Regions from separate parts of the Zea mays genome. Here region 1 is linked to region 2. The links are chromatin contacts, called in public Hi-C maps. All regions are on one chromosome and are shown on one strand. Each heading gives the region's core, a stretch centred on a gene start, on an enhancer-like site or on the middle of the called end of the contact. The rest is flanking DNA. Distances are from core to core; before and after follow the strand shown.

What was found. A called contact is a pair of places that touch in the nucleus more often than the background predicts.
Region 1: a Hi-C map of leaf shows a contact between it and region 2, with 9 times the contacts expected there. The contact joins the promoter of LOC103646897 here to the promoter of LOC100192852 in region 2. A contact is called at or near these places in 4 of 25 Hi-C or Micro-C datasets (ear, leaf and root tip).

The regions. Positions count from the first base shown.
Region 1 is chr2:118,083,349-118,088,937 of Zm-B73-REFERENCE-NAM-5.0, forward strand. It overlaps LOC103646897 (probable LRR receptor-like serine/threonine-protein kinase At1g06840), which reads left to right and starts at 1,803. Exons shown (of 20, transcript XM_008671521.2): 1 at 1,803-2,655; 2 at 3,384-3,554; 3 at 3,792-3,942; 4 at 4,517-4,588; 5 at 4,713-4,784; 6 at 5,560-5,589. The coding sequence starts at 3,443.
Region 2 is chr2:117,644,921-117,650,379 of Zm-B73-REFERENCE-NAM-5.0, forward strand. LOC100192852 reads right to left here and starts at 3,392. Exons shown (of 8, transcript NM_001138042.1): 1 at 2,930-3,392; 2 at 2,677-2,789; 3 at 2,421-2,489; 4 at 2,023-2,138; 5 at 1,804-1,858; 6 at 1,469-1,589; 7 at 648-695; 8 at 105-527. The coding sequence starts at 2,778. The coding sequence ends at 418.

The sequences.
Region 1 (5,589 bases), core at 553-3,052, 440 kb after region 2:
AAATACAAGAATTGGTTTACTACTCCATTCAATCACGTGAACATCGATTTCAGACTAAAGACATGTTTGATTCGCTACCTAAGTTGCCACTTTGCCTAACTTTTCTGTATAAGGTTAGGGGCATGTTTGGTTTGTGGCGTGTGGCGCCACGCCACGCCTAAGTTGGGGCGGCCAAATCGGCCGCCACAACTGTGGCGGGAAAAGTGTGGCTGGTGGCGGCGGCTTAGGCCATGTACCAAACACGCCCTAGTTATTCAATTTAGACGACTAACCTTAGGCAAAGTGTGGCACATTTAGCCACAAACCAAACAGGCTCTAAACCCTTTAAATTCTAAAAAACTCATCCACTAGAATGAGGTCCATAGAATTAAAGCTGTGGACAGAAATACCGTAATTTAATTCCTCTTCAATTAATTCTTGTCTTCGCCATTCGATCTAGTAGCCATCACATTTTCATAGACTGATGAGAGAGGTAGTGACAGATTGTGAGTCGTTGCCCAATAAACTGATGAACGAGGTTGATGGATACATGTCTAAACAACAACTAATCAAGATCTAAAGTATCTCGACAAGACCAACACCAACTCCTTCTGCTGCCACTAATGCAGTGCGGCGAGCGTAACAAGGACATCAACAAACCCTAGCTAGAAAGAGAACTTGCTCTTCCACTGCTACCGACTGGGCATGCTCTAGCATATGCTTCCTCCCTCCCATGGGTTGAGAGGAGACAACCGTCCATGGCCTCGGCGTATGGCTGCCACTGGTGGACAGGGTTGAGAGGAGGCGACCGTCCATGACCGTCCAAGAAGCGAGAGTGGAGAAAAACAATCTTAGCATGACCAAGAAGGGTGCACAGCGATCGGTGGATTTACCCGATAAAATCTCCGGCGGAGGGGTGCGCGACGACCGGTGGAGCGGTGGCGGCGACCAGCGGAGGGGTGGCGTCCGACCGGCGACCCTGATGAGACGAGGTGAGACGAAGAGACGGGGATCGTCGCCCGACGTGTGAAGGCTGGATGATTTTCCACGTGGAAGTTGGGCTCGGGGTGGGCCACTATCCCCGCAGAGCAGGCTTCCAAACAAGATAAAACTGTGGCCCGTGGGAGTTTAGCGCGTGAGCTGCTGACACAGGAAAACGCTGGGAACCCGACGAGGAATTAGGCTGCTAAACCAGCCCTGAGTGTAGAGGGGAGGAGAGCGGAGGAGCGCTCGCATCCAGTTATTTTATTGGAGCGAGAGCATTCCACTATTTTTGGTAAATTTTTATATGCAGACTTTAGGAGCCGCTCTACTGATATTTTGTTGAAAATCAAACATCCAAAAAATAGAAATGGAGTCACTTCATTCTTCTCCATTCCTAATCAAACGCGAGAATATTTTGGATGTCATCGAGAGCAACAAGGATGGTCTTGAGTATAACCGTGTCACCTACTGACACATAGAGTGGACCTATTGCTGATAACGATGAAAGAATGAAAGATGGGGGTATAACCAATAACATGTCATGCCCTGAAGGCTAAGTACATGGACCAATTCAACACCTCAAAAACCTCAAGCCGTGTTAATTATGGACAGAGCTAACCCAAAATCCAATTGTGTCCGGACTTGCTTAGGGCTTGTTCGTTTGCGTCGGATTGCACCCGAAATCGTTCCGGCTAATCAAAGGTTATATAAATTAGAGAAACAATCCGGTCGGGAATTGTTCCGATCCACCAATCCGACACAAACGAACAAGGCCTCAGCCTGTGTCGGACCGGGTGGCCCCATATTTAGGGTCGGCTCTGAAGCGAGAAGAATGCAGCGTGTGAAAAGCTGCCGTATTTTTTTCTCCCTGTGAAGGGAGGGAACAGCGTCGTCGTGAGGTAGGCGGTGACGGCGGGGGTAAAATGACTTTCGAGGGGCTCTTGTCCAGGATTGACATCTTCTTCCTTGATTTTTTTCGATATTTCCTCCCCGCGGATTGGTCTATTCAAAGGGAGAAAATTCGTCGGGTTGATGTCAGAAAAGGGGAAGAGGAGACAGACGACGGGTGGAGAGCGAGAGAAGTGGGGAAGGCGAGCAGAGCAACAAATCAAGTCTGTTTCATTTCAGCAATCAGCACCAACCCCCGTCCAATCGCTGCGGCTGGATGATTGGGCAGTGTCAGCCTCGCGTTCGTTCATTTAATGTTTCTGGTAGCGGTCAATGCGGGATGGTTGGGTGGCGGATTGGTATTTTGGGACTCCATGTACTACTTCCTGTCTTCCTCCACCTTCCCGGAGAAGCAGCAGAGGAAGGGAGGGTGAAAGAAGAAATGGTCGCAAAGAGGTGGAGGGAAGGAAAGGGTCAATGCTGCTCGGTGTCCCTCAACCTCAACACGGGCGCCCCTACTTTACTTGCTTGTTCCCGGTGTCCCTATCACTCTCAGAGGTGGACGATGGATCGTCCCTTTCACATTTCACACACCCTCCGTTGCCATTTCAATATTATCCTAGTCGCCAGCGTAAGCTCGCCGTAGCTACCTGCTCTGCTACTCGACCGCTGGCACTGGCGCGTTTCTTTATTGCTTCGTCCCCTTCATCCGGCAACTCCACTGTCAGCGCCCTATTCGGCTCAATCCATCCCTCTGCTTGGCGTCCTCTCTGCTGCTTGATTTGCTACCTGTACCTGGTGCTGGTGAGTTCAGCTTTCTTCTTTTTCTTCCCATACTAATACTACGAAGTTGCTCTCGATTACTCCCTCCGTTTCGTTTTAGTTGTCGTTGGATAATAATTAAATTATCCAGCGACAAACTAAAAAGAAACGGAAGGAGTACTTTGCTTAGCTGCAATCTGCAAGTTTTTTTCTTCGTCTTCAGTTGAAGAAATATCATGCCATGCCATGCCATGCCATGCTTTAATCCTTTGATGAGCGCATACTCAGCTACGGTGCCGTGCCTACAATTGTTTGTTAGGGATGTAGCAGCAACATTTCATTGCCTGTGAATTGGAGCAGCAAAGGAATTTCTTTCTCCACCTTGTACTGTGTCTGTGTTCCAAAACTTTCTAATGCCATGTTTTAGGCCCTTATCATCCTACTGTTTATTTGTTTTTTTACTTCCAGTTCTTGTGTATATTGGCGCTAATGGTCACCAAGCGCCTACCGATTGATGCTGTTATAATACAAAACTTACTCTTTTAAGTTTCATATAATATAAGCTGACAACTGCACAAAGAATTTCCAACTAACAAAGATTTTTTCCCTTTTTGATGAATACTTCTCATAAATTTGCCAGCCGCTTTATGTATCTTGGTTTTGTTGCCCTTTATGTATCTTGGTTTATTTTGGTGCCCTTTATGTATCTTGGTGCCCTTTATGTATCTTGGTTTTGTACAACTAACACCTACTTCACTGCTCCCTAACAGGGAATGGATTCTGCTATCAGAGGGATCCTGCAAGTGTGAAATCTATATATTCTGGACAAATGGGGCAAAATATGTTACAGCCACAAGTGCTCTGCCTGTGCTCCATTATCCTCACGTTATTTTTTACCCTTTTGCAACCGACCGCTGCACAGATCACTGCACCATGGGAAGGTAAAATCCTTCTTATTCACTGCACTTTGCATGCATACCCATTACTCGACTTGATCTCTGCATAATCGTCATTTGTGCCCATTTCACTTTTACCTTGTAAACATGGCCCTTAGCCCCTTACTTTGGTGGAGAGGTGTATACAATTCAGCAGTACTACTTATATTATCACAATTGTTTTTCATGCCTTCAATTTTTTCTTTGCAACATTATTCTCAAACTAATTCATCTGCTCTGCAGTTGATGCCCTCAAGGCTATTAGGGGCAGCTTGATAGATCCACACGGAAATCTTAGCAGCTGGAACCGAGGAGATCCATGCATGGGAAATTGGTCCCATGTTATCTGTTACAATGCAACAGGCAGTGATGGATACTTCCATGTAAAAGAATTGTATGAGCATAAGCGATCTCTTTGTCAATCAAGTGCTTGTTATATTCCACACTACACCTTAACATTTGGTTATGAGTTACTTTTGGTGATGAGTGACTAAACCTGAACTTAGTTTTGTTATAAATTTGTTTACTGCCTTAGTAGGCCAAAAGTTTGCACCTGGATCTTTTTTCCAACATTTTTGGGAAGATAAAAATTGATTACCTATTAACTGCTATCACACATTCTCTCTCCAAAGCAGAAATATGTTGGAGCATTCATTATACTCTTCCTGATTTGCATTGTTGGAAAATAGACAATATTTTGTTTGGAACATAATGTGTTAATACTATTCTGTTATGACTGAAGTTAGCTATTTTTACAATCAGATGTAATTACTGTGATTCTGTGCACTTGTTTCACTTGACCACATCTTCCATCCACCAGTTTCCTCTCAAAAGCATAGGAGAGCAACATGTCATTTCAATAAAGAAGAGAATAATTTACAACCGCAAAAAAGCCCACCCCACCCCACCCGCCAGTTAATTCCATAGCTATTAAAGCATTTACGTGTATAACACAAATTTGATTGCAGACAGCTCCTAAGTTTGAATCTATCTGGAATTTTGGCTCCTGAGCTTGGTCAGCTTTCTCAAATGAAAATTATGTGAGTGGATTTAATTTCAGCTGGCAATTGATTGATTGCTGAGCTAAGTTTAGCTTGTCATTTGAACTGCCCACTTATTTAATCGTACATGCACAAAGATGCTGAGTATTTATTTCTTTTGAAGGGATTTTATGTGGAATTCGATTGGCGGGACCATACCTAAGGAGGTCGGAAATATCACTTCTCTGGAGTTAATGTAAGTCGAAATCTGCAGCACGTCTTAGAAATTTGGTCAACAACATTGTCTGACCGGCTCCTCTAAAAAACCTAGTTTCTTCTCCCTTCTTACTGTCCTAGCTTAACTTTGTTGGTCTTGTTTCTGCTTGTACAGCTTGTGCAGTTCTCTTAGTTGTAGACTTGTAGCTCCCTGGCTCCTATTTTCCCCTCTCCCTCTTTGTGCAGTGGTGTTCTTTTCATTTGTTAATAAAATCCTTACCGTGGGGATCTCCCCTGCTGTATTTAAAGTTCAAAAAAAACATTGTTTGATGTTTTGGTTGCACATGGGGCATGTCATGGCTGTAAGTTTTTTTAACTTGATCACTGGGAGAGGAGATACTTCCCATGCCATTTTTTTAATTGAAGGTTGAGGTGTACTAAACCCTGTCTGGCCAGGAAACATGCTGAAACCAATTTCTCAGGGAGGTATTGACAAATTGGTGAGCCCCGAGTTTGACTCCGGGTGTCTATCCTACCAAATTTAGGCAATAACCAACCAAATTACTGTTTGGTTCTTCAGAGCTATTAATTTAATTTAGTATTCATTAGACTGAATCTAAGATTCACCCAAAAACATGGTATTTCTATTTTCCTTCATAATAATTTAAAGGTGTTTCTCTGGTACAAGTTTTTGGCATGTGTGCCATTGTTGTACATCCTATGTAGCATGGGATGACCTTTGCAATTTTTTTTTTTATTTCTTTCACGCAATTGTTTCTGCTCTATAACAAGGTGCCCCCATTGTGCATTTGCAGGCTCCTGAATGGAAACCAATTGAATGGCTC
Region 2 (5,459 bases), core at 2,142-4,641:
GATCATTCATTGCATTGGATCGGAAGCTAGCAGTTGTCCTATGTATGCTCCCGCGCGGATCCAGTCAAAAAGCGCCTCCTTCACATGACAAAACACAACCTTTTGACCTCAACAGTAGTCAGTTCAGCTTAATACAATTTTCACATATTCTCTTTTTACAGGCTGATTGATGATTCTGGTTACATGCAACCTGATCATCATACAAATTTCCTTTTGACTGTATCACAGTAATCTAACTACCATTAGTACTATTTGTACAAAAGGTTGCAGGCAGGGAGGTCATGGATGCTATTGAGATCCTCCAGGGAGAGCTCCCTCTCGAGCTGCTGCCTTGTGGCCTCCAGCACCTCCTGCACATGCATCCTAGCTAATGATTCATCATCAATTAACTCAAACAAACAAAAAAAAGGACAAGCATCACCCGCTTATTACTTTGAACTGCATGTACGAGGCTCGCATTGCTAGCCACTGGGCGTCCATCATCTCGAACGCTATGCAGTACAGCACGTCGAATGCATCCTCGTGTTCTGCCCATAGTAAAATAAATAAATAAATAAATAAATATATATATATATATATATATATATATTAAACTCTCAATCAGGTAATGGATGGACAAGTTACAAACCACTCTCTGTCCTACCTACCTGTCAACACTTTGATGAAGTTAATCCCTGGCAAAGACTTCGGGCGCACTGAAACACAAGAAAAGGCAAAAAGGAAAACTGTTTGAGCACAGTCAGCAACATCTTCCTTTCTTTCAGGTATCGCACATCATCATCTGAACCAATAAGCAAATTAGACCAGCACAGCTCAGTTAATGGAACCAGCAATCATTCGTTCAGATGTTGCTTTCAAAGAGATAGTACATGCACAACCATACAAAACAAAATGAAATAAACATAACCCTTTCTTTCTTTCTTTCTTTCTTTTCTGTTTGAAACCACATGACGGTTCTGGCGCGAACTGGCTTGTTCTGTGTGCTTGCTGTTGCTGGTATGTATGATCAGGCTGGGCAATCATGGGTGGCAGGGCAGCACAAGGCAGGCATACATGCAAGGGGACGAGATGATCGGTTAGCAGTTATCAGCACCAGGCCACCAGCTGTGTCCACCATGTGCCTATTATAATATAATGCATGCTCATCGTCCAACAGTCGTGATCAAAATCCAAAGATTCCACGTCTTGAGAAAGGAAACAAAACCTGATACTATACTTGCAATGTGCCTGCACAATGATGATGCGGGGGCCGTTTGACTCGTACGAACGCGATGCACATGCATGGTGGGCTACGTACTCTGATTACTGCTTTTATTAGTGCTTTTGACCAAAACAAATCTGATGATACATGTGAATTCTTATTAATTCTAGGCAACTGGACAGTTTCACATGTAGAGATCAGATGCCATGCCCAGCCACACAAAAAAAAAAATCCTTTTGGTCCTTCTGGAATGGTTGACATGCATACCTGAGTTGAGCTCCAACAGTTGAATCAGCATGTATGAGATGTTTACACCTGCGACCGCAAAGGGGTACTCCCACGTAGTTCGCATTCCTTGCTGCTTCAGCATCAGTCTCTTGAAAGAAGCCTGCTTAATTGGTGGATCAGCCACCAGCAACCATCAGATCTATATGCATGGACACTTTGCTCACTTAATTAGTAAGGAGGACTCCATTCGTTTTTTATTATTATACTGCAGGATCCATGAATCCAGATCCCACCCACCCACCCACCCACCTCTTAGTTTCTGGCACAAATATGTGTATATTAATCATTAAATTAAAGGGGAAAAAAGGACCTACCGGATACGTTCTTGCAAAAAACAAAAGGTTCTCAAGCGAAACAAATCCACAGCCCCTGGAATCAAAGTAACACGATATTGTTAAGACGTACTCTTCATCTGTCAGGGAAATGCAGGACCAGCAGCTGGTTGCAGGCCTCTAAAAGGAAAGGAAGTGTGAAGCATATTTTCGACAACCTAAAATAGTGCATAGAGAGGCAACAAAAAAACTCGGATTAACCTGAAATCAGTTGCTGGGTTGACGCCCTGCCACCCCATGTCTTTCCACTGTTCCGAAACTAAGCTAGTGAGCTCTGTATCGGGAAAGGAGGCATTCCATAGAGCCCTAAGCGAATCCTAAATCCAAAGCACACAATATTATAAATTTCACAAGTCAACATCGGCTCAAAGTCAATATGAGGGTATAACTAACTAAGCAAAACAAAGAGCAAAGCTAGTTGCATTTTGAAGTCTCTATCTACATTGTGCTAAGTGTTGCAGAATACCAATTTTGTTTCTAGATTACTCTAGAGTAAGTTTGAAGCCTCTATCTACATCATAGGGACACACGGATTGAAATCCGTATTGATGATAAAGTACTCCTCGTCGTGAAGCTAATTGAGTCGAGAGTTTCCTCACTTGATGATCCGTCCGAGTTTCGTCGTAAGGTACATTTAGCCTTTCCTTCAGACTTTGCAGTCTCTGTTCCTGAATGAATATTTAAGACCAGGGTTATTTCAGGCGTAGGAAGAAACGCAATTAAGCTTGCATGGTCCATGCCATTGTGCTTATTCTATTTCATTTATTGTTTCCCTAAAAACAAGAGACGACACAGAATCATGCATGTACTATGCCTAATAAACACATCATGATAACGATGGCAGTGCATCTGTACCTGTACAGGGGTTAGATCAAGCACTATCTTCTCTGCACTGACTTGTCGCCTTTTGCCTGAGCCGCTGAAAAGCCCTCCGAACCATGCCCGATTTCCAACCATAGTAGCATCAACTGCAATGAGGTCATTATAAAATTCTCGATTCAATATTCCTCAACATGAAATGGACCTTTTCTCTATGCAACCTTGTTGAAGAACGATTATAGAGTCGATAACAAATGTACAAAAGAAAAAGAATGGTGCTCCGCCCTACCTGTTGTTGGCGTTGAAGTTGAGAAGGAAACGGAATGCCCATCAAATTAGAGGAGGCGCCCTTTCTTTCTTTACCAATAATAATGTGGAGATAGTAGCTCGGTAGTAATTATAACAGAAATCAATGAACGCGAGGGGAGGGCGGCGCGTCAGGAGCTAATGTAGTAAGCAAGAAAGCATGATCCTCCATAAATCGCAAACATGCGGCGGACCCCGGTGCCCCCTCGCTGTCTGTTGCTTTGGATCTGGAGGAGGCATACGCACGCGCGCGCGCCCTTGGTTGAGAGGGGGATTCGACGGGATTCTCCTGCTGGTGCTGGATGATCGACGGAGGGAGGAAGTTGGAGAATTGGCCTCCGTCGACCGCCCAGCCCTGCCCCTGCGAGACCGAGACCGTCGGCCGTCGCGTCCTATGCCAGCTCAAGGCGGCCTGCTATTTCTCTCCCTCTCGCTTTCTCTTCCCCTCCCCCACCGCGCATGCCGCCCAACCATCCACCCACACCCTTTCGTTTTTGCAACAACATTAGAATCACAAGGCCCAGCTCAATGCAACCATCTATGCTCGCCATGGGCTTCATAGCCAACGTTCTACTGAATCCTCTTTAAAGATTATTATTATTATTATTACTATTATTATTATTATTACTATTATTATTATTATTACTATTATTATTATTATTATTATTATTATTATTATTATTATTATTAGAACATCCAATTTAATTTCCTCCACTATTGTTACATTCGATTTTCCTTCATGAATTACAAACCGGTTTTCTTTAAATCTCTTAACTTTTGTGATTTTTTTAATCTTAAGTAGTTTTATTAATGGTTTTACTAATATAACACAACGCCAATACACACAAATCATACTAGGTTATAAGTTTAGGGTGATAAATTTGTCTACAAATATTTTACAGACAAAAATACATTGTGCACTTCTTCCAACTTTGCCTCGGACTCGGGCCCACTTGAAAACTGTGGTTATCCCAGTGAAAAGCTCTGGTGTATGTTGCAGGATAGAGGGAGTATTGTGAAATCTCAAAATAGTAGATTTAACAGAAGATAGTTGGATGGTGGAATCTCATTCATATTCTTCGAACCGTTCTCTTTTATCGTAGCCATAGGGCTTTAAAGCTGTAGAGAAAATTGTGATTTAAGGGTAAACTCGGATGCGTCTTAAATATATGTTAGGATCAAATCTCACGTGTATAATAATTCATGATACAAAAATCAATGTCACATATTTATTATATAATACGAGTTATGTACAAAAATAGCTAAATAAATACATCATATGACGACAACGATCCTTCACAACTATAGTTGACTGAGAGACGATAGCCTAGACCTCTCCAAATTTATCGTAGCATCCTTCATGCTTCTCATCTTGCAGTACCTATTCTTGACTGATGTGATTATAGCAAGTGTGAGCTCTCATATGGTCATCGCTCAGTAAGTGTGGGATATAATTTGTATGAGCTCACTTACGGTGGGGTCTCATGTGTAGTGTAAGGCTTACCAAGGAAAATGGTTAAGGTTGAGTGTTGCTTTTAATAAGTTGGTCAAAATTTTATTAGCAATTATTAAGTATAAGTGTATATCAACCAAATTAAATAATTGATCACAATGATGAATAAATCCCACAATGCAACACAATATATGACTGGTTAAATTTAATTACATAAACTACTCATGTGAGAGTCCGAGTCGCTTATGATCATGAGCACGGCTGATATAATTGTTTTACACTCTCATATATTGTCCATCTTTACCCACAAGCCATGTTACCCATTTTGCCAAGGGGTCTCGACTCTCGTTCATCTATAACGAGGAGACGAGGCAGGGTAGCACTACAGGGCCTTTCCAAAGTTTCACTAGCACAAGAGAACCCACTACGGATTCAAGCAAAAAGGGACGATATAGGAATCTCTCGTCTGAAAAGCTATCGTAGACAGATCGACCTGAGAACCTCCCTATACCGGCAGCTTCCCACACCCCACTTGCCCCTTTTGGGAAATAATTAACTCACACTAGCTTTCCTAATTAATCAGTCAAGGACATCCTATTCCACTCTTGTGGTAGCACTGTTTCCTCGGGTGGTCGCTCCATGTTCCAATTAACCAAAACAATCTTATCATGAACAATAAATAATCCATTGACAATTAAATAGTTAACAGTGGTAAAATAACATGATCATGATTCATATGTAGAATAACACACAAAACCACGTAGAGCAATATCAAAGCTATCCAATAGTTCATTTGTATGCAAGGTGTAGGAAAGACAAACTAGATAATCTATCATGTGCCATCATCTTAACCTAATAGTGTCACGATGATTAATAGAACATTATTAGATCAAAGAATGTGATCAAGGACAATGGCATAGCTAGGGGCTATGCCAAGTATGCCCTGGCATACCTCCATGTGTCCAGCATATACACTATATATACAAATATATTTATAAAAAAAATTCAAAAATATCAAAGTATGCCCTGGCATGCCTCGGCGTGCCACCCCCGTTGGCCC